Regions from separate parts of the Mus musculus genome. Here all the other regions are linked to region 1. A link is a contact called in public promoter capture Hi-C data. All regions are on one chromosome and are shown on one strand. Each heading gives the region's core, a stretch centred on a gene start, on an enhancer-like site or on the middle of the called end of the contact. The rest is flanking DNA. Distances are from core to core; before and after follow the strand shown. Region 1 holds the start of Dchs1 (dachsous cadherin related 1). Region 2 holds the start of Syt9 (synaptotagmin IX). Region 3 holds the start of Cyb5r2 (cytochrome b5 reductase 2).

What was found. Promoter capture Hi-C pulls out the DNA fragments that hold promoters and counts their contacts.
Region 2: a contact with region 1 is called in a promoter capture Hi-C map of liver, with 2.4 times the contacts expected there. The contact joins the promoter of Syt9 here to the promoter of Dchs1 in region 1. A contact is called at or near these places in 3 of 39 promoter capture datasets (cranial neural crest, hippocampal neurons and liver), 3 of 115 datasets of contacts at active chromatin or transcription factors (astrocytes, embryonic forebrain and embryonic stem cells) and 1 of 9 other capture datasets (embryonic stem cells).
Region 3: a promoter capture Hi-C map of pre-B cells shows a contact between it and region 1. The contact joins the promoter of Cyb5r2 here to the promoter of Dchs1 in region 1. A contact is called at or near these places in 3 of 39 promoter capture datasets (cranial neural crest, frontonasal cranial neural crest and pre-B cells).

The regions. Positions count from the first base shown.
Region 1 is chr7:105,786,221-105,790,166 of GRCm38.p6, reverse strand. Dchs1 (dachsous cadherin related 1) reads left to right here and starts at 2,617. Exons shown (of 21, transcript NM_001162943.1): 1 at 2,617-2,808.
Region 2 is chr7:107,369,182-107,372,972 of GRCm38.p6, reverse strand. It overlaps Syt9 (synaptotagmin IX), which reads right to left and starts at 2,183. Exons shown (of 7, transcript NM_021889.4): 1 at 1,826-2,183. The coding sequence starts at 1,970.
Region 3 is chr7:107,755,727-107,759,761 of GRCm38.p6, reverse strand. Cyb5r2 (cytochrome b5 reductase 2) reads left to right here and starts at 1,730. Exons shown (of 9, transcript NM_177216.4): 1 at 1,730-1,804; 2 at 2,451-2,577; 3 at 2,779-2,851. The coding sequence starts at 2,500.

The sequences.
Region 1 (3,946 bases), core at 1,368-3,867:
AAATTCTACACTTATTATCTAACAGACTTAAATATATACATTTAAATTCATAATCAAATAAAATAATATTAACTTGTAAATCCTTTTCTCCATACTCTTTTTTAAAATGTCTATTAATTTTATATGTGTGTGGCATCAGAACCCATTATAAATGGTTGTGAGACACCATGTGGTTGCTGGGAATTGAACTCAGGGCCTCTGGAAGAGCAGCCAGGCTCTTAACCACTGAGCCATCTCTCTAGCCCTTCCCCATACTCTTAAGATATTAACTTTCATAGACTTAACATATTCCTCAAAAGCAATGACTTCTTCATCATTAGAGTCACTTTTTTTAGTTGTCTTACACATTTCCCCAGAATAGAAGACTTCTCCTCAATCAAAGTGAAGGGTTTGAAGAAGAACACAGCACAGTTTAAATCCACAAATGATGTGGTCATTGGAAACTTTATCCAAGTCATAAGTCCTATTTGCATCACACTTAGGCAGTTGGTTTTTGGCATGCATCCTACAAGAGTAGATTCATAGAATGACTTGACATACTGCATTATAAAATCATGCTTTAAACTGTTAACTTTCTACTCAAGTATAACATTATGCAGAAAGGGCAAAATTCAAGTGGTAAGCTCGATGTATTGTCATAAAGTGAAATGTTCATGGAACATCACTTGAGCCAAGAAACAGAACATTTTGAGCATCCTAGATGCCACTCCCAAGTACGACATTATGGCTTTTTAAAGCAATCATTAAAAAGTATATTTAGAGTCATCCAACACATGCAGTTGTGAGGTCATACCACCAGGAATAGTTATCATACTGTATTAAATTTCTTTAGCTAGGGATTCTGTGACAAATGACCTCTACAAGGATCCAAAATAGGATTGTTGAGGATATTTCAGGTCAATAGGTCTTGTCCTGATAGCAAGAGTTCTTGCTGGGTACTTTCTAGGTACCAGGTATGCAGTACTTTAACATATTAAAAATAGTTTAATCATTACACCCAGTTCATAGATGAGAATACTGAGGTAAAAGAAGGTTAACCAACGTTCCCAAAGGCACACAACTTCCAAACGGCAGAGTCTGGACCCCGAGCCAGGCAGTCTGGCTCCAGAGTCCACAAGCTTAGTCACCATACCATACTGCCCTATCCAGTGGTTTGTTGTTCAAAATAAAGTAAATGAGAGCAAACCCTGTAATATGAGAGATGTTGTAAGGACTCAAATATAAGGTTACTCCCTCTTTCCTGAGAGATGATTTTGGAAAAACAAAAAAGCAAAAAAACCTCACCCTATATTCAAACTTATACGGTATTTGCAGATGACTCCCAAATATTTATGCCCAGCCCAGACCGCTCCTTCAAATGTAGACCTACCTACCCAACATGCACTTCAAAGGCAGAAGCCCCAAATCCCAAGTCATCATCTTTCCAAGCCCATTCCCTTCCCCACCCCTGCTCACCACCACCCACCGGGCAGTGCAAGCCTGAAGCCCAGATAACCATGGAGCATCTCAGCCTCTCTTTCCATCTTCCATGATCATACTCCCTCCTTTTTCCCTAAGGTCCTTTGTCCTCTCTTCCTAGAAGTTCCCAGTTTCTCTGTGCCACTTGTACCTGCTAGAATGCCTTTCTTCCCTCACATCGATCACAGTCCTAAGGACAAGGTATAAAAGCTTCCAGGTTGCTTACTGTCATCCACTTAACTGACTTTACACACACATACAAAGCCTTCCTCCCAAATTGGTCCCTCAAGACCTTTGTCATCTTCTTACCCAGTTTTTCATTTTACTTATCTAGGGAAATACACTCTCAGACTACCACCAGCCCCTAAACTCTATGGTTTAATACCTCTCGATCTCTAAATTCACATTTGGGATGGACGAGGAAATAAGAGAATGAGAAGCCAGGGCTGACAGGGGGAAAGGGAATAGGATCACAGGGTAGTAAGTGAGTAGCAGAAAAGACCGGGGATGTTAAGATGGACGGAAGGAAAGAGGAGAGGACGGGGTGATGAAGGGAAGGGAAAGGTGTGAAGTAAGAGCGGTTATGGACAAAAGAAAGAGCCAGGAAAAGGGGTGGGGAGAAAAGGTGCAGAGAAGACGGACGAACAGACAGAGCAAGATAGCGGGCATTTGATGGAGGGAAGCTGGATACAGAAAGAACAACGAGAAGAGAGACCGGGAGAAGTGGGTAAAGAAGAGGTGTGAAGGGGTGAGACAGAACAGGGCAGTGGGGCAGAAGCGGACCATGGCGGAGTAGGGATGGAAGAACGAAGACCAGTACAGAATGGAGAAAGAAAAACGGAGAGGAGGAAGGGGACGGGACGGGACGAAAGGATCTGGCGCGGTAGTAGCCTGGAGAAGGGACGGCGCGGCGCTGGGGCGGGATCCGGCGCCCGGGCCTGGGGCCTGGGGCCGGGAAGTGGAGGGGTGGAGGGCGGGCGGGAGGCGCGGGGACCGCGGCAGCGCGGGTGGGGGCGGGGGCGGGGGCTCGGCGGAGGGCGGGGGCTCGGGTTACCGCGCGGAGGGAGGGAGGGGAGGGGGCTCGGGCCGCGGCGGCGCATCTTGCATCCTCCGCGGGGTGGCTGTGCAGGAGGCGGCGCCCCTGCGGCGGTGGCGGACAGACGGACGGACCGACCGACGGTCGAGCGAGCGCAGACAGACGGCGGCCCGCGCCGAGGGCACTGTGAGCCCGAGCCAGTCAAAGCGGACGATGCGCGGCCCCAGGCCCCGCACTGGCGGGCGCTGCCCCGGGGGCTGACCGCGGCCGGACTGCGCCCCAACACTGGGCGAGGGAGCCCGCACCGCATCGAGGTCAGTGACCGGCCCGTCCGGCCGCACCCGCGGGGTCGGTCGGCCTCCCCGACTGCGGCGGCGGCGGTGGCGGAGCCGGGGGCTTTGTTCTGAGCCGAGACAATGGGGGAGGGGGGGGCCGGGGCCTGCGGGAGAGGGCGAGCGTGAACGTGAGCATGGGGGCAGGGCCGGGGGGTCTTTGTGTGCGGGTGTCATCGAGTGGGAGTGTGTGGTGGTGCTTGAGTGTGCGGTTGGGGGGCGGGGGGTTGGTGGGTGAGGGCAGGACAGTGTGTGTGCAGTGAGTGTGAGTCAGTGAGTGTCCTCGCGCGGTTGTGTGTGCATGTGCGTGTCACTTGGAGGGGGTGTGGGTCAGAATGAGGGTGTGCCAGGACAAGCAGGTCCTTGTGAGGATGTGTGCCTGGGTGCCTTTTACCTGGCTCTATTGGAGCCATGTGTCAGAACGTATTGATGGGTGTGTGACAGAGACACAGAGACACAGACAAAGAAACGGAGGGAGCAGAAGTAAAGAGAAGCAGAGGGGAGAGGAGGAAGCCTGAGGTGGCAGTGTGTCACCCAAACTAGTATTCTAAGTGCATCCTGGTACCAGAGCCTGCAAGTTTCTGTCCAGGATGCTTAGATCAGAGTCCTGGTCAGGGGACAGAGAGAGGTCACTGCAAGCCTAGGTCCCACGTGGAGGGGGTGGGGAGAGAGAACTCAAAGGCACAATGAACTCAGTGTGCATGGGCTGGGCCCACAGCCACAGGTCATAGGCCAGAAAAATATTGTCACTTATGTCAACTCTTCAAATACCCATAGGGGACATAGTCATAATCCTCTTCAACCCACAGGGACCGAGTCCCAGGCAACATACATTCTCAAGAGATACACTCACAGCCTGGACACCCCTAAAGAGGAACTGTCAGAACCAACTTACACCCACTATAGATGCCTGCCAAGCTAGCATGTACCTGTGGAAGAAGTTCTCAGTGTGGTGTCCATACAACAGTAATGTTCCAGCCATGTTACATGAAGAGTCATTGCCACAGCCAACTCATACCACAGGAGACAATGGTGTTGCCAGCACCTCTCAGAACAACACATGCCAATTGGAAATACTATCAGGCAGGGCATGACAGGGATTTTTATGTATCTCCTCAGC
Region 2 (3,791 bases), core at 934-3,433, 1.6 Mb before region 1:
ACACAGCTTTCAGGAAGTCAGGGAACAGCAAGACAGTCATTGAAAGCAATTTCCCAGTTCAGGAACCAGAGTTCCTCTTGTAAGGAGTATGCTTGGGACTCTTCCTTCAGGCCCACCCAGTGTGGAAACTGGGAGAGTCTAGGCACATGGGAAGCAGTCACTTCATTAAATGGAAGAGAGAGAGAACTGACCAGAAAGATGTGGCTTATTAAAGCCCAATTCAGAGACAGGCTGCATCCCCCTTCTCTTGTAAAGCCAAAGATGACAACTTGTCTGAGATAACAAGGAAAATCTGCTTCACAGGGGCAGGAACACAAAGAGAGGTGTCAGTACTAACATGAGCTTTGGGAAAAGTGTGTTAATAATGAGCTTGGTCCTGCTATGTAAGCACAGAACACCCCACACTCAGAGCATCTTTCTGGGATTCCTGGGGGGAGGTGAGGCACTTCCATTCATATCTGTGGTCTGTGGGGCACACGCTCATCCATCAAAGAGCCACTCAGAAGCTGGACAACCAAGCCTCCAGGGAAATCACTGCAATCTGTAGTTCTCCACTTAATTCTCCCCTTTGGAGTAAAAGATTGGAGATCATTTGAGAAATTTATTAATGTAACCATGAGCATGAAAAAAAAATAGATCCTCTGAGTACAGAAAAATGTGACAAACTTTTAACACCTGCCTTTGCCACACACACTGAGCATTGTCCTATTAAAGGTAGGTTGTTTAAATGGGCTCGTTCCTAGTTAAAAGTCAAGTCACTCTTTATCCTTTGTAAATGTATTTTTATAGAATGAACTGGCTTGAAATGAGAAATGCTCACATTTACTTGTTTGCACAGCAATTGCTTATTGCCAATGTCTGCACACAGGAACATCAAGGCAAAGGCCATTCTTTCATCCCTCTTTTAACAGTCTAACCATGATTTGCCTTTTAACATTTAAAACACTTAGACTGGAAAAATATTCGAGATTATGAGTCCTCCAGCCTAGAAGATGCTCAGGAAATATCCAAAAGGAATGAATGCATCTTTCCAGTGCCCAATGATGAGTAAGAAAACAGTAGGACTTGCAAACTGCTCAAATAAAACACCTTCCTCTGACCTTAATTGGTCAGATGCCAAAGTAAGCGAACTTTACAAAGTTAGGAGCCTCACAACTTTCACTAGGACAACTGCCAGCTGCAGCAAGCCCACCACTCTAGTGTGCCAAGCTATCACTGCGAGACAAACTGGGAGCCAAGGCCTCATTGCCTAAGCACCTTGAGACATGAAAGGAGAGGGTTCAGGCCCAGCCGCTCTAGTCGTGTGACTCTGGGGCCCGGCCCCAGACAAGATCTTGTCTGGTCCTTTCCACAGTAGAGCCTGGGGGGAAACTGGGCACTCAGGTTGAGCAGCTTCGGGTGGAAATCAGCCCGGCTGTGCCAAACTCCCAACTTCACAGAGTTTCCTTGGCTCTCAGATCCCACTCCCAGCTCCGAGGCCTCCGTGGCCTCGCCTGGCTCCCGGGCGCTCGCGAGTGAAGTGGCGGGCGCAGCCCCGAGCTCAGGAGCCGCCCCCAGGAGCCCAGCGCAGGTGGCGGGCGTGGTTCCTCCAAGCCTGCCCCAGCCCACCCTGGCTCGGCCTCCGCGCGGCAGCCTCCGCCCGAGTTCGCCGGGTTCCAGCATCAGGCCGTGGTGCGCTGGTTGTGGAGACCTACTTGGGCTCAATGGTCACCCATTGCCCTCCTCCAGTCTGCGTCGCTCTCCTGCCTCAGGCCCTGGCTAGGTCCCCAAGTCCCCATTTCAGGGCCCTCGAGTCGCGCCCGCCAGCGGCGGCGGCCGCGCTTACCTGGGTCGCGGAGCCGGGGTCTGGCACGGTCCCGCAGGTGGTAGATGAAATCTTGGCAGCTGTCGTGCTCCAGGGCCCCTCGGGCACAGAGCTCGGCCAGCAGCTGCAGCGCCTGGTGACAGAGCGCGTCCCTGGCCCCGGGCATCGCCCCCCCGCATCCTCGGACCGCGCCGGGCAGGCGGGCGCGGGAGAAAGCCCTCCGCCTGCCAGCTCAGAGCTGCCGCCGCCGCCGCCGCCACCGGCCGGTCCGCGCTCCCCACCCGAGCCGCAGCGCCAGCCGGGTCGGCCTCCCACCGGTTGCATGCAGCTCTCGGAGAGCCGCTCGCTCGGGCTTTCTCCGTCTCCCGCGCGGCCCCTCGTCCCTCCCTCGGCGCGGAGGGGAGGCGGCGCCGCACAGCCCAGCGCGCCTCTCCGCGCTCCGCCCGCTACTCGCGGCCGCCGGGGGCGGGGCCGGGTCAGGGGTGCGCGCCGCGGGCGGGGGTTTGCCGCGGCCGCCGCAGAGCAGGCGCGCCAGGTAGGGACCCGGGACGGGGGCGCTCGCCCACTGCAGGAGAAGCGCCTGATTCCGCTCCGGACCCTGCGCTGTGAGCGGCCGCGCCCAGGATCAGGAAGTACGAGCTGGTGCGCGTGCTAGACGCTCTTGGCACCCCATTTCTCCGCCCAGATGCAAACCTAGCATCCCTCAGGGCTCTGGAGCCACGCGTGGGTCCAAAGCACGTTCTCGGTTGTATGGAGCGAAGGCTGGAGGGTAGACTACACCTGCCGAGATCTCAGTACCTTCTTTAAACTTGGAAAGCGCGGTCTGAGCAGAAACCGCGGGCCCAGGGGTGTCACGCGCCCAAATGCGGGGTTTAGAGCCAAGATTTTCCAACAAAGAATGGATGCACAGCGTGATGGTGATTTGGAGAAGGTGGAGGCTCAGATAAGAAATGAGGACAGATGTATGGCCCTCCGGAAAGACGCTGAGGCTCACCTGGAGCTTTGCAGGTCCTGATTGGTTTTCTAAGAAGCTGATTGGAAATGCGAAGGTTGCCAGCATTTCCCTGGCACAGGAGACAGAGGATCCAGAATTTGTGGATGTTTGGAAAGACCTCAGTCACCTCTCATCTACCCATCTCTTCATTTTTTTAGGCACTCAGCCCAGAAATAACCACAAATTATTTAGCTTGTTTGTGTGCCCAAGGCACTGTGCCACAGCCTTTTGTATAGTTTCATTTAATTCTCTAGATAGAGAGCCTTAAACGTGTGTGTGTGTGTGTGTGTGTGTGTGTGTGTGTGTGTGTGTGTGTGATCTCCACGCTGCCACTAAAACAACAGACTCAAGAGAGGTGGTACTTGCCTAAGTTCATAAGAGACTTCTCCCCCACCCTCTCTCTCCCTGCCTCTCATCCACCCGCTCCTCTTTTTCTTTCTCCCTGATTCTCTTACATATTTATGTAATCCTAATGTCAAACTTCATTCTAGAACAATTAGCTAGGACTCTTACCCATAAGGATGTGCTGTCTAAGAATCATATTGCAAATAAGGAATATTTGCTCAACAGACAAAACTTGAAGTTGTGTGGTGAGCAGTGCTGGGTTTGGTGGAGTTTATATTAGAGTAATAGAGAATGGGCAGCTGTAGTTATAAAGGTAAATCCAGATAGCTGTGGAAAGGCACGTAGAGTCTATTTTGGGTTTCTATTTTTAGTTTGTTTGGTTTTTTTTTTTTTTCCCCACTTCCTAAACTTTTTCCTTTAAAACTAAGGCCCAGGGCTGGGGTGCAGATTAATTGGAAGAGTTGCTTATCTACCATACTCAAGGCTCTGGATTTCATCTAGAAACAAACAAACCCAGTATAGTGGCATAAGCCTGCAATCCGAGTGCTCTGAGGTTCAAGGTCATCCTTGGCTACATTCTGAAGTAGTCTGGGCAACACATGCCTCAAACAAACAAACAAAAACACCTAAGACAAACACAGCACACTG
Region 3 (4,035 bases), core at 481-2,980, 2.0 Mb before region 1:
GTTGCTTTGTCTGGTCTTAGTGGGAGAGGATGTGCCTAGTCCTGTAGGTGTGCCATGGTGGGGTGATTCTGGGGGTAGGGGGATCCTCTACCTCCTCAGAAAAGAAGAGGAGGGGGAAAATGCTGCAAGGAGCTGTGAGAGGAGGGTTGGGGGAGGAGGCTGATATCAGGATGTAAAATGAATAAATAAATTGATGAAAAAAGAAATATACTATTTAATGATAAAAACAAAGACATTATTTCTTTGCCATCATTCTTTAGCACATAAATATCACACTGGTATCTCTTCTGGGCTGGATTGTGTCACAGGGTTTGTTTTTTAAAATTGCTGTTTGAGCTACCAACTTGAATTTCATAATATATATGAAATTTTGCTTGAGATTGGGGCAGAATTTCAAGCAACTTCTGACAAGCCCTAAACATACTTCTGTCTTTTTTCCTATGTATGTACAAAATGTTGAGTTTCAGCATCAACAATTATATATATATTTAAAAAAATCTATGAACTCTGAAAAACATTGAAGATTCCTCAACTACCTTGTGTGGAATCAAATATTCAGCCAAGATTTAGTTCTTCTTGTAAAAGTAAGGAGTATATTCATCTCATTACTGTGTGAATTGATTTCATCTATAATAATGGGAAACTATTTATATAGCAAAGATTATTTTAAGACTTGGAAAAATGACTCAGCAGTTAAGAGAACTCACTCTTATAGAGAAGTAGAATTTGGCTTCCAGCATCCAGACTGGGTAGCTGACAACTGCCTCTAACTTCAGTTCTGGGGACCTGAGGCTTCCTAGTCCTGCTGTTGGGGGTACATGTCTCTCGTTGGAGCTAATGATTTGATGCAAATACCTTCATGAAATACCATTTTACAATCTGGGCTTTCCCCCTCTCTATACCAGAGACTAAAAACTCAGGGACTCGCACAAGCTAAGGTAACCATGTCCTGTATCTCAGTCCTTTGCTGCTGTTGTTGTTGTTGGGCTGGTGTTTGTGTTTTTTTTGGTTTTTCGAGACAGGGTTTCTCTGTGTAGCCCTGGCTGTCCTGGAACTCACTTTGTAGACCAGGCTGGCCTTGAACTCAGAAATTCGCCTGCCCCTGCCTCCCAAGTGCTGGGATTAAAGGCGTGCGCCACCACGCCCGGCTTGTGTGTTTGCTTTTCAACTTTAAGCTAGTCTTACTAAGTTGCCAAAGTTGACCTTTAACTCACTATGAAATGAGTTTTCCTTTTGCCACTTGCAAGCGTGGAAGAGGAAACCAAGGTTCTGAAATGCATTGTGAAGAATCTTCATAATCTGAACTTCTCATCCTGCCTCTGAGAGTCCGGTCCGGTCTCCCACTAAAGACTGGCTGCAGTCACCCCAATCCTGCAAACACTTGGTCCTGGGAGGCTAGGGTAGCAGCTCAGGAAGCATGTTAAATAAGATATGCAGTCTTCCTCTAGGCTGCAACTCTTCTTCAGTTTGCATTGTAAACAAGTTTACAGCAACCCCTTCCTTCATCTTGCCAGGCTCTTAACAAGCTGGGGAGGCTGAATTTTCCTCAAGGCTGCTGACATGCGCAGGAAAGTCAAGAAGCAGAGGGATCCCTGCATAGGGATCTTGGAGATAAGCCCCATTCCCACCCGGCCAGCTGCAGAAGCGCCAGGCTAGTCCTGTGCCAGAGTCATGTGACACAGAAGCTCGAATCCGTCGCTATGGGGCAGGAGTCAGCTCCTCAGCGGCCACTGCCGGATGTTTCATCATCCCCACCATCAAAGGCACTGTTCATCTCGAGGATAAGTCAGGCATCTCGCTCCAGGTGAGTTCTGCCGGGAAAGCGCGGGGCAGGAAGGAACCCGGGGCTAGGCGAACAGCCGCAGGCGGTGGCCGAGGCAGGATTCACGGGCGGTTTCCCAGCTGGTTGGGACAGTGGGCCTCAGGGCTAAGCTGCAGACTTTTCTGCAACAGGTTGGGATGAGAACAAACTGGCCTAGTGAGGGAGGAGCTGGGTGGAGTTGAGGGCTATTATAGGGAGGTTGGCCACGCCTCTTACAGGTATATGTTTGCCTCAGTTACTCATAGGAAGGTGCTAGTGAGTCCCCAAGCCACTCACTGCTCCACTGCTCCAGCGGAATCCGAAGTGAGTGTGGCAAGTCTCTAGAGAGGTGAGCTCTGTCCCCAGCCTTGCTGTTAGCTGGTAAGGATCCCACAGTCATTCCCCCCAGGATGGAGGCAGATGACCAATGAGGGCCTGGAGACACTAGCACTCTGGGATAGGTGTCAAGCCTGGTCCAGGGGTCTTCTTGGACCTGCAGCTAACCTCTGCACGCTGGTCCCAGAGAGAGCCTTCTGTATTAATACCTTTCTCTCTGCTAGTCCTGTAAGACATAAGATCAGCCAGGCTTAGAGCTGCCTAGCCCAGCATGGGTGAAATCTGAGGTCTGTCTTCACACTGTATCTGCCAGGACCAAACCTGTCACCGGGGCCACTGCGATTCTCATAGCCCTGAAGAAAATGAGTGTCAAGAAGAAAGATCTTATCACCTTACAGGACCCTGAAGCCAAGTACCCGCTGCCCTTGATTGAGAAGGAGGTAGTGGGTCACCTAAACCTCCCTCTGGTTAGGTGAAAGGGGAGGGTGGGGGTGGGGGAGAATGCTAGCTGGGGATATGAGGTGATCAGTCACCTCAGGACCAAATGGAGCACCTTTCTAAAGATCTGGACCACAAAGCAAAACTCCTAGAGAGTCAACAGAACCTGCCTACCTCTTTCTTCTTCTTCTTTTTCTAACCAGCAAATCAGTCACAACACCAGAAGGTTCCGCTTTGGGCTGCCCTCACCAGACCATGTCCTGGGGCTTCCTGTCGGTGAGCAGTGCTTGGTGACATGTCCAAGTCTGAGTGTTTGAGTACTTGGCTCCTATTAGCAATGGATTCCCATTCTTGTGGGATATGGAGGGTACACTGATATAACCCTGGACCACATGAATGGAGGGAATAGGCAGCTGGACTTGAGGACAGTGTCCCCATTGTCCCACTTGGACTGTCACAATAGTAATAGCTTGAGGAGCACTGATAAGACGTAAGCTTAGAGTCAGGAAGTTTAAGATCTCCTTAATGGCTCCTGTCCATGCAATTTAAGGCCAGTCCCTCACCATCTCTGACCTTCTTCCATCTATAGTATTTCCCAGGCTTTTCTGCCTACTTCAGGTATAGTGAGGGTAAAATGAATGATGGATATGAAAATTCAGAAACTTCATTGTGTTGTTCAGGGATGACAAGAACAGATGTTCCCTTGCAGTCAAGGCCCAATATACATGGGAATCACTAGCAGTGCAAATGCCCTAACTGGATGGATTATCTGAGGGGTCCTGAGACCCACTTGAGGAGGGACTCACTGTGGAAACCAATCCCAGCTGACCTCTTGAATTGTCCCGCTTCTAGTTTCATCAGTAACATCTCTAGACAGCTCATAAGATGAAAAACCTAAGGAACAAAGGTGGGACTGAGAAGCCCTTCCCCTTGTCTCCTAGAGGACAGCCTTACTAATGACCTACTTTTAAAGAAAGCTCTGACTTCAACTCTGCCAAGTGATGAGATTATAGTCTGAGGAGTCCTGCCGGGCTCCCGAGCCTGCTTGCTGTCCCTCACTCCTGTCACTGGGCGTTCCATTCCTCTGCTTAGCCTCTGTCATCACCCTGTTGGGAGGCAGCATGAAAGCACAAGCCACTTGAGAAATAGAATTTGTAGAAACTTCTCTGACCTGCTTTCTCTTCAGCCACAGTGGAAGCTGTGTGGTCAGAGGGACAAGGCAATGTAGTGCCCTCTAAGAGTCTTGATAGGAAAACTGGATGCCTCACAGCTCCACTAACACAAAGATGGGAGGAGGTGGGACCCTGGGACCCGGGACATAGTTTCATTCTGTATGGGGCTGCAGTGACAGACTTTCTAGGTCCCCAGTTTCAGGTGAGCTCTCAGAAGGAAGCTGCGGCTTCAAGCCTGTGTTCTCAAGTGACCCTGGTGTCCAATCAGGCTATGTCTATAAGTTTGCC